Linked DNA regions of Sus scrofa: region 1 is linked to region 2. The links are chromatin contacts, called in public HiChIP or PLAC-seq maps. All regions are on one chromosome and are shown on one strand. The core of a region is the stretch at or near the end of the contact, and the rest is flanking DNA. Distances in the headings are between cores, read along the strand shown.

What was found. HiChIP or PLAC-seq counts read pairs in DNA pulled down with a chosen protein or histone mark.
Region 1: a contact with region 2 is called in an H3K27ac HiChIP or PLAC-seq map of alveolar macrophages. The contact joins two enhancer-like sites. A contact is called at or near these places in 3 of 47 Hi-C or Micro-C datasets (alveolar macrophages, embryonic fibroblasts and liver) and 1 of 2 datasets of contacts at active chromatin or transcription factors (alveolar macrophages).

What each region holds. Positions count from the first base shown.
Region 1 is chr6:146,203,846-146,208,443 of Sscrofa11.1, reverse strand. All of the region lies in intron 9 of PDE4B (phosphodiesterase 4B), which reads left to right. Among named protein-coding and RNA genes, the nearest start is that of SGIP1, 150 kb to the right of the region's middle. Within about 2 kb of position 1,598, at least 40 of the 83 cell types and tissues checked have an H3K27ac peak or open chromatin away from gene starts, as enhancers often do. A contact at or near this core is called in alveolar macrophages, where this site is marked.
Region 2 is chr6:145,666,706-145,671,794 of Sscrofa11.1, reverse strand. The region is part of intron 2 of MIER1 (mesoderm induction early response protein 1); the gene reads left to right. Among named protein-coding and RNA genes, the nearest start is that of MIER1, 11 kb to the left of the region's middle. Within about 2 kb of position 3,459, at least 9 of the 83 cell types and tissues checked have an H3K27ac peak or open chromatin away from gene starts, as enhancers often do. A contact at or near this core is called in alveolar macrophages, where this site is marked.

The sequences.
Region 1 (4,598 bases), core at 349-2,848, 540 kb before region 2:
ATGTTCTATATAGGAGTTCCCGTCATGGCACAGTGGTTAACGAATCCGACTAGGAACCATGAGGTTGCGGGTTCGATCCCTGGCCTTGCTCAGTGGGTTAAGGATGTGGCATTGACGTGAGCTGTGGTGTAAGTTGCAGACGCGACTCAGATCCCATGTTGCTGTGGCTGTGGTGTAGGCCGGCGGCTACAGCTCTGATTGGGCCCCTATCCTGGGAACCTCCATATGCTGCGGGAGCGGCCCAAGAAATGGCAAAAAGACAAAAAAAAAAAAAAGAAAAGATGTTCTATATATGGGCTTTGGAGTCAAAAGATCATTGCTCAAATCCTGTCTCTATGACTTACCAGTGTCTTGTCTATGGGCCAACGTACTTACCTGCTCTAAGACTTACCTTCCTCATCTGTAAAACAGAGACAAAAGTGGTACCCATCTCACAAGGGTTGCTGTGACGACTGAGATCATGCTGCATCTAAAGCACCCAGAAAGGCCCCCAATATGTGGCCAGCAGCCCAAGTTCAGCTAGATGCGTGAGAGCCGTTTTCTCTAACAATCAATTGCCCCTTACTGTGTGGTTCAGTAAGTGATAAGTTAATAGTGTTTACTGCATCTTTACAAAAAACTGTCTCTGGTTCTGATCAGCTAAGTGACTCTGTTTTGTTTGCAATCTCTGAACTTACATAAAAGTGGTGATGGGAAAGCCAGGGTTTTGCTTAGGTGTTTGGAGATGGCATATGTACCAGTCTGCATGCATGGGGTGGAGCACTGACCGTGTCTGGTGGCAGAAAAGCAAGTGGTCTTTTATGTTCACTTCCTCTGGACAGGGGTGTGTGTTGGTTGGTTGGTTGGTGGCTTTCTCTTAACCCTTTTGAAGAAAACTGAGACTCCCTGGCTGTCCTAAGTGAGCTTCAGAGCCCAGAGAGTTAGGTAAGGAATCGTTTCTGTGACTTACGAAAACATATCTTCCTCCTTGGCCCGAATTTCCCTCCTCCCTTAGTGCTGGCCACAGGACAAATGGAATTCCAGAATTAGAGAGAAAGATGCAGCCAGGTAGGTTAGTTATCGTAGATCATTTTCCTCCAAGAATGACAAGATGGCATACATTCAGTAGAAGTGTTACAAGGCAATGACGTTGTCTTTCAAGATGGAAAGACTGTCTTGTGAGCCTTCAGCCAGCAGCCCAAGTTCAGCTAGTTGCCTGAGAGCTGGTTGCTCTAACAGCAGATTGCCTTCTTAGATTTGTTCATTAATTTTGGTTGCAACTGTTATCGCCTCCTGAATTAGAAGAATTGTCTTACACTTCAGCGAAATGCATCAGAGCATGAGTTCCTCAGTGGCAAAACAGTCAGATGTTTTGAAAACAGGATGCTTTGGCTCCACATTATAAAAAGAGGAACGGAAAGAGAAACAGTATAGAAAGGAAGAAAGCAAATAGCCTCAGCAGGATCCCCAGCGCAACAATGGCATAAACACTGACCTATCTTCCTGACCTTCACTGTGGCTCAGTTCCTGACCTCGTGTCACCAAAGCCAACCGACGTCATCGGAGGAGGAGAGGAGGAATGGCGCAGCTGCTGTGAGGGTGACTAGAATTTCCTGTCTCCTTCCTGACAGACGCAGGCAGAAAAGTACAGAGTTGCGACAACAGTGGCTGAGGAAGGACCGACCCAGAACAATCTCAGTGAGGTGGACTGAAGTGGAGTTGTGACTGACAGGGGACTTGGACTGAAAAACAGAGTCTCTTGCCTAAAGTTTTTAGGTGCAAAACATCAAAAGGGTCATTCGTACCCAGCATGTTGGATGTTTTTCAAAAGATGAACATATTGTGATACCCAGGAAGGAGCTAGGTTCAAGCAGCTCGTCCCTGACCTAACTTCCCCCCTGAAAACCCCCACGACCCTTTCCTTGCTCAGCTAGCCTTGCCCCGAGGCTCTTTTACGTGCCGTGCAAAGGTCTGAACTTTATCGATAAAAAAGGGATGTTCTGCTGTTGAAATGAGCAACCCTGAATATCAGTGATTTCCCTACAGCATCTGCACCCAGTGCTTCAGTAAATATTTGCAAAGGAAGTTTGTGAGATGGGCATGGGAGATAGACGGACCTTCTTCTCTAAGGGCATCATGAGGTCAACTATAGAAACCATCACAGGGGAAATGAGGCCCCCTGGCTATGCAGGCTTATTTTTCCCATTCTTCAGGGAGACTGAGGTACCAAGTGTGAAGCCAGCTAATTGCCTGTGCCCTTGGGTGGGAGGGCTTGAAGCCATAGAATTCTCCCAGTCTGGAGCCACCTGGGGCCCAAGCTGCCTGGCACTGGAATGTGACCATGATAGGTTGATGCTCTTAAAGCTGGTGAGTCATTTTCTACCGAACTGTATAATCAGTAAGGAGGGGAAATGTTAGATCCAGCAGAACTGAAAGGAAATAGATCTTACTGGTCAACAAATTCATCTTGGAACTCTGTTAGGAAGAGGACGGGCAGTTGGCCAGCCACAGAAAGGGATTAATTCCACTTTTGCCCCAAATTAAATGCTATGATGAGAGTAGTGCCCCCACTTAGGGCAAGAGGGATTCTTTTCCTGGACCCTGTGCTTATAGAGAGCCCTAGCCTAGTCTTCATTCAGCTGTTCTCTGCTCCAGCAGGTGAGGAGTTTGCTGGGTCAAGGGAGCCTGGACCCCCACATTGTCCACTCAGATGGCTTTGAACTCACTTCCAGGGCCCGTACAGGCATCTTTCCTGGATGTTCTGCAGGAGAGCAGAAATTTAGGCCTGAGAAGTAGCCAAGAGGCAATAATTTGGCTTGAGTGAGTTGACATGGGGAAGGACTAGTGCAAGGCATGGTCCAAAAGCTAGATCCCCCTGCACTACCACATCCAAGGGGTTCAAGGTTTCTGAATTCAATTTGGCTGCCCAAGCTACTAGGAATAGTTGTTAAGGTTGGAGGGTTGGAAGTAGCTCAATCTGTGTCTTTATGTATTTAGGCTTATGAAATGCAGCCCTACAAATGTTAGAGGTGACCTTGGATTAGAAGGCAGAATAGAATAAAAATCAGTTCCAATGGCCAAGTGGGGGACTCATACATTGTTTTGATCCAAATTTTTCTCTTTACTGCTCAGATTTATATAGTACTGGAGACAGCAAAGTGAAAAGAGCCTGGGAAAAAGCCATGAGCTTTGAATTCTAGTGTTGCCTCTATTTAAGTGTATTATCTTTTTCTTTTTTTTTTAATTTTATGGCCACACCCTAGGCATATGGACGTTCCCAGGCCAGGGCCTGAATCCAAGCCACAGCTGTGACCTGTGCTGCAGCTGGGGCAATGCACCGGGCTGGGGATTGAACCTGAACCTCTGCAGTGACCCAAGCCACTGTAGTTGGATTCTTAACCCACTGTGCCACAGCGGGAACTCCTTGGGTGTATTATTTTAAACAATTAAATCCTTTTGAACTTTTGCCTCTTAACTACAAGACAAAATTGTTAAAGACTATCTCCATGGTCTATTTCAGCTCCTGTATTCAGCCACAGAACCGTAATAGTAAACAGCCAATCTGCTTTTGCGGGTGTATGTTTTGTGCACAGACATTGTGCTAAGCTCCTAATCTACATTCTGTCTTTAATACTCACAGCAACCCTTTGAAACAGGTGCTATTATTACCCTCATTTAACAGATGAGTAGAGTGAGGCTTAGAGAGTTGAAATTAATCGCCTAAGGTAAAGATGAGAGCCAGAATTCATACTCAGGGCCATTTGACTCACTATCAATGATCCAAGCGGGAGAGTTAAACATAGAAATATAGAGATATTTAATTCTATATATTCCTTGGAAGGGAATTTTATTGTAGTTTTAGGCGTTCTTATTCTTCTCACTCTGGCCATCACTGATGGGTAGGTCTGGTTCAAAATCCTTGTCCGCAGTTAGCATATTCTGGGTCTCTAGACTGGCTCTGAATAACCTCTAGCTCAGTCTTCATGGCTGGGAAGCAGCATCTATTAACATAGAAGAGAGGGGGGAAGAATAACCCTAGTTATAGAAAATGGTTGTAAAGCAACCTTAACACTGTCAATAACACGATTAAACTCATCCTTGCATATTGTGGATCCGTTCGCTAAATTCAAGATCTGTTTGTTTCTCCCTGTTCTCTAATATAGTCTAAGATAAGACTGCAACGATGTGTTTAAAGGACTTTAGCCTACCTCCAATTCCCTTTTTACCCATCCCCAAAACAAAAAGAAAATGGAGAGAGGATTTTTTTTTTTTTAACTTTTATGATCGTTAAAATAAGCTGGGCAATTCCATCAAGTACTATGTCCTTTCCAAGGCATGCGGTATGACCATAAAACAGAGGAGCAATATTTCCGTAGCAATAATTAATATAGGGAAATGTCCTAGACATGACATGGAGACTGTCTTCCTTGGATTTGTCTTCATACGGAGAAGACATAGAAAATGAAGCTGTTTGTCCTTTATCCAGCGTTATTTCAGTCTCTCTTTCTGTGACAAAGTAGAATTGTGTTATCAAGTGTAAGTCAGTATTCCAAGTTCTAGTTTTATCAAAACAAGTCAAAGAGTTTGAAAGTTGTTTAGTGTTTTGGAATAAATTTGAT
Region 2 (5,089 bases), core at 2,210-4,709:
GTGAGCTGTGGTGTAGGTTGCAGACGAGGCTGGGATCTGACATTGCTGCAGCTGTGACATAGGGCAGGAGCTACAGCTCCGATTTGACCCTTAGCCTGGGAACCTCCATGTGCCTTGGGTGTGGCCCTAAAAAGACACATACAAAAAAATTTCATCTTTTATATTCTTCAGCTGCTTGTAGATGGTTTTGTTTCTAGTGAATTTGGAGGAAGAGTGGAGAAAACTTAATTTGTGTCCTACAGAGGTTCTAGAAGAGGTGAAAGGTAAATTTAATTTGTAGTTTTCCTAAGTTAGTATTTTAGTAATTAGAATGATTTTAGAGAGTAGTCATTTTAAAAATTAGATTAAGGAGAAATGCTTGGTTTATAGAGTGCTTTTACTTGCTTTCATGAGATTCATTCTTTATGATATCAGTATAAGGCATATGGTAAAATAAATCAAATGCTATGTTATTGCGTTTTTGGTTAAGTAGACCTGAGGATTGATGCTAACTGGTGAATAAGTGCAAAGTGACAATATGCATTTATTTCATAAATCTGAGGGGAAAACAGGTTATTGAAGAAACATGTCTCCAGAGAAAAATGTAGATATTATGCTTCTGGGCTTTTTTGTTGTTGTTTCCTACATGGGAGAATGACCCTGAACTTGTTTTTCCAGGAAAATATTTAAATCTTAAATGCAAATTTCTTGTAATATGAATACAAAATACTGATTTTTTCATACTTGATCTCATCATCTTAGTCCATAATAGGAAATATGTATTTAGTGGTTATTGAAACCATAGTAATATTGAAAACATATTTAATGTTCTTAGAAGTAATGATATGTGCTCCTTTTCCTAGTAATTTTTAGTAATATTTGTCATTGCTTATTATCTTTTAAAATTATTAACCTTCTAAAGGAGGCTCTCCTAGTCACACTTAAAGGAAGGAAAAATTATAGGGTAGTTGCAGTTTTACAAAGGCAGTGAAAAAGAGTAAGAGGAAGAAATAGTCCTTTGGGTTTTATAAGGAATGTGGCATGGGTACCTTTGGGAATGAACAATTTGTCTTTCATTTCAGAATTTGTAAACACATAGGCACTTCCTTTTCAATGGAAAAAAAAAAAAAGCCACGGCATAGTGCAAGACCTATCTTTTCACCTAGGTCATATTGTTGTCTCGTAAAGAAAAGAAAATTTAATGGATTTGCTATCTGTATTAGTCTTAAAGTATGTTAGTATTTTCCAAAGGAATAATCTTATTTATTCACTGTCACATGTATTCATTCATTTCTCTTAAAAAGACTCCTCATTTAGCATTTTTCGAGGGTATTTGGATTTTGTTTCTTAAGGAAATAGTATCATCTTAATAGTGTCGATTTCCACTCTAAACAAAACTTGTTTCACTGCAGTGAATTTAGGCCTTAAGTAATTTCTCTATACTAGTAATGAAAAAAACTTTTTAGTATTTATATTTCAGATCTGTTAAGGATTTATCCAAAGTACTTAACACCAAATGCATGAGAGTCTTAAAAAGCTTAATTCAGATGATGTAATATTCAAAGTGCTTGATAAAGTAGGAAAGATTAGTTGGGAAATAGAGAAGTGAGTTACTTTTAGAGAATTCTTGAGACTAGTCATTTTCCCAAATCAGAAATAAAACACTGCCATTGAAACTTCAGCATCTTTATGAAAAGTAATCAGCAACATAGAAATTTCTTCTTTGACATTCAGATAGAGTCCCTGTATATTTCAAAAGATTTGCAAGTGGTTTCAAAATCCATTGCAGTGATTAAGTGCAGGTACCAGTTGTTACTTTGAACCCGTTCTATTTGACTTACACTGTGGCTTAGAATGACTGTTATAATTAGATATAACGTATATGTTTATGTCTATTTGAAATTCATAAAGTAGCACCCCCTAAAATATTTTTGCAAATTGAGATATCTTTTCGCAGTAGTCCTAGATTAAAAAAAAAAAAAATTAGAAGAGTCTATTAAACCTATCCCATCCATTTAGCTAAATACTCCTCAGTAGTGTTATATCTTTTGAGCAATTCATAATAAAAGTAAAGAACTTAGATCTCCAAAGAAATTGAACTAAACTTGAAGAAATCTAAATCTTTTCATCTAAGGGAAAATGAAACTGAGCAGACTTTATGCAATTTGTCCTAGATCATGTACTTTGTGACACAATTAAGATTGTAACCTAGTAGGCTTCTGAATTCCTAGTGCCTAGTAATAGCAGTTCATCCTCTAAATTATTACTACCATAGTAATTTTGCCAATTTTAACTCCAGGGCTTTCTTTACCAGCAGCAAAGTTAAGTGATTTAATTTTGCACTGAGAAAGAGAGATTGTGAGCCCTTGGAACTGTCTCCCTGCCTTCTCTACCCTGTCATAGGGCTCCTAACTCCTTTCTGTCTTCATCCCTATTGCAGTGAAAATTTCTGATTTAATGTCTACATTACTTAGTAGGTGATAATGATACTTAAATGGTGGTGGAATTGGGTTGAGGGGAACAATTAGTTCCGACAGTTATACTCATTGAAAATAAGCTTTTGATTACCTGGAGTAAAAGAGCCTAATGATTACTCTGTGTTTTTACTTATTTATTTGTTTTAATAATGGTGATATTCTAGTTAGTTGGTGTTTTATTCTCCCAGTTTATGATTTTCTGATATATGGAATATTTCTTATGATGGTCTAGAAAAATACAGAAGAAATATTTGAACAAGTCTGAGGCATTGACTATTTGTTACAACTAGTAGGGCCTTGATATTTCTATATCATATATATGGGTGAAAGTGTAAAAATAAAGATCACTTTTTAATTTGATTTAGCCTACCTATTCTCTGTCTGTCTCTAATGTTTTTCATCTCAGAACAGTTATTTATCAACCTAAAAGACAACTAGGTTATTTTTCAAAATTGTAGACTCTTTAAAAAAAATAATGGACAAAAGAAAAAGAAATAAATAATGGCAAGACTAGGTTTTCTTGAAAATCTAAAAGTAAGGGAAGAAAATGAAAATGGCTCGTAATTCCACAAAATAATCTCCACTGACTTTCTTTTTAAATAACATAGAGTAGTGCTTGAAAGTGCTTAAAAAATTCCAACAGTACAGAAAGGTATAAAATGAAAAAAGTCTTTTTTTTCCCCCCAACCCATACTCTAGAAGTAACTGTTAACAAATTCTTTTGTATCCTTTTGGGGGCAGGGAGTAAATTCATATGTATATTCCAGCCTAATTTACCCCTGCCTCTATACTTTTCTTTTTATTCCTAATACATATAAATATCTATCTAAGTGCTGCATATGTATGTGTGCATTTTTTCCTCAGTACAAACAGGACCGCACAACTGTCTCATTCTTTTTAATAGATTAGTAGTGTTCCATCTCTTGGAAGAACTATATTATATTTCTGACTAGTTAAATAATGAACTGTAAAGTGTTTCCCAACTTTTTGCTGTGGACAACTTTGTGGTAGTGAACATTACACATGTATCTTGGTATGCTTTTTTAAGGCATATCAGTGGCTAAGTTCATGTTGGTAAGATGATCTCAAGAATGCTTGAACCAACTCCTAATTCTACCAGCAATGTATAGGTTAATTTCAAATACATATTAATCACCAGTGTAAGTGTCCTTTATGGCTTTCGTTTTATAATTTGAGCTTTTTCTAAAAGTAGATGTGGCTACAAATGAGTGCCAATTTAGTTTTAGTTTTGTTTTCTCCACCTCCTTTTTCCTTTTTAGTTTACTGTTTAATGACTATTAATGGTATATGTTGCAAGTTTTTCTGGAGGGTATTGTTAGAGATGCCGGTTACTAACAAGACATAGGTAATAGTCTGACATCACAGATGACAGATTGCATTCATATTTTAAACATGCTTTGAGTAGATGAAAACTATTCTTAAAAGAAGAGGGAAGGAAGTGAAAAGGTAAAGAGTTTTTTTTTTTTTTTTTTTAAACATATTTGTTTCCTTGGGAGTTATAGAAGGAATCACGTCCTAGCCTTCACCTTTACCACCTACCATGGAACCTTGATCAAGTCAGTTTATCTCCCTGGGTTTCCTAATCTATAAAATGATGTAGGTGGGGCAAGCATTATTGCCAGGTTTATGATAAGTAACTTCATGTTTTTGAAAATATGTAGTACTATGTAAACTTAAGCTGGTTCTGCTGTTCTTTTAAATAGTGAAATAAAATATGTCCTCATTTCATACTGAAATTTCCTGTATTATACTAAACTCATTTTATTTTGGGAGATAATTCTTTTGTTTGTTGGTTGGGCAAAAGTAATGTTTACAGTATGAGCTGTTTTCAAATGCCAGTTTTCCAGAAGTTCGTCTTTGATTTAAATGAGTATCATTAACTTCCAGGAAACCAGTCCCTCTCCCATTCTCCCCAAACGATACAGTGGAATTTTATTTTGAACATAGGATACTAAAATATTTATCTATAGGCAGACCATCCCTATTTCCCCTCCCCCAGTCCTAGTTTAGATATACTATCCGTCAAATCATGGTTCTTGAAACCATGTCTAGTATGTCTTACATAGTATGATTAGCGCTATCTTTGAACACTGGGTGTTCTATTTTATGCCAGCTTTCCTTAAAAATGCCAACAGTCCTCTAAACATTTGGTATCTTAATGGAAAATATTTAGGACCTTTTTCAGAATATTAAAGTGGTAACTACTTACCAATAAAATAACAATCAGTATGGCGTTTATTGGCATTTTAGCACAGTTTGAGAGCTTTTATAAACTACAGAAAACACTCACAATTCAGTATCTCTTTTATTGCCAGTATCTAATAACGTCATGAAAATTACCTTTTATTCTTCAGTAGAATAACTTATTTTTAATCTTTTTTAATCAGAAGACTGTTAAATGGAATAATTATTGGAGTGTTCAAAAAGAACCAAATGCTCAAAGAACTATTTCTTTTAAGCTAATTTGAAAGAAATGCTGGTTTTTCTTGTTTATTCCATGCCAACCTGTTTTAGAAGTTTACTAAAAAGGAAAAACAGCATTGTAAGGCCACTTTGTGGATAGTGAAGCTGGGACCAGATTGGACAGAGGTTGTGCTTAAACTTGGGACATA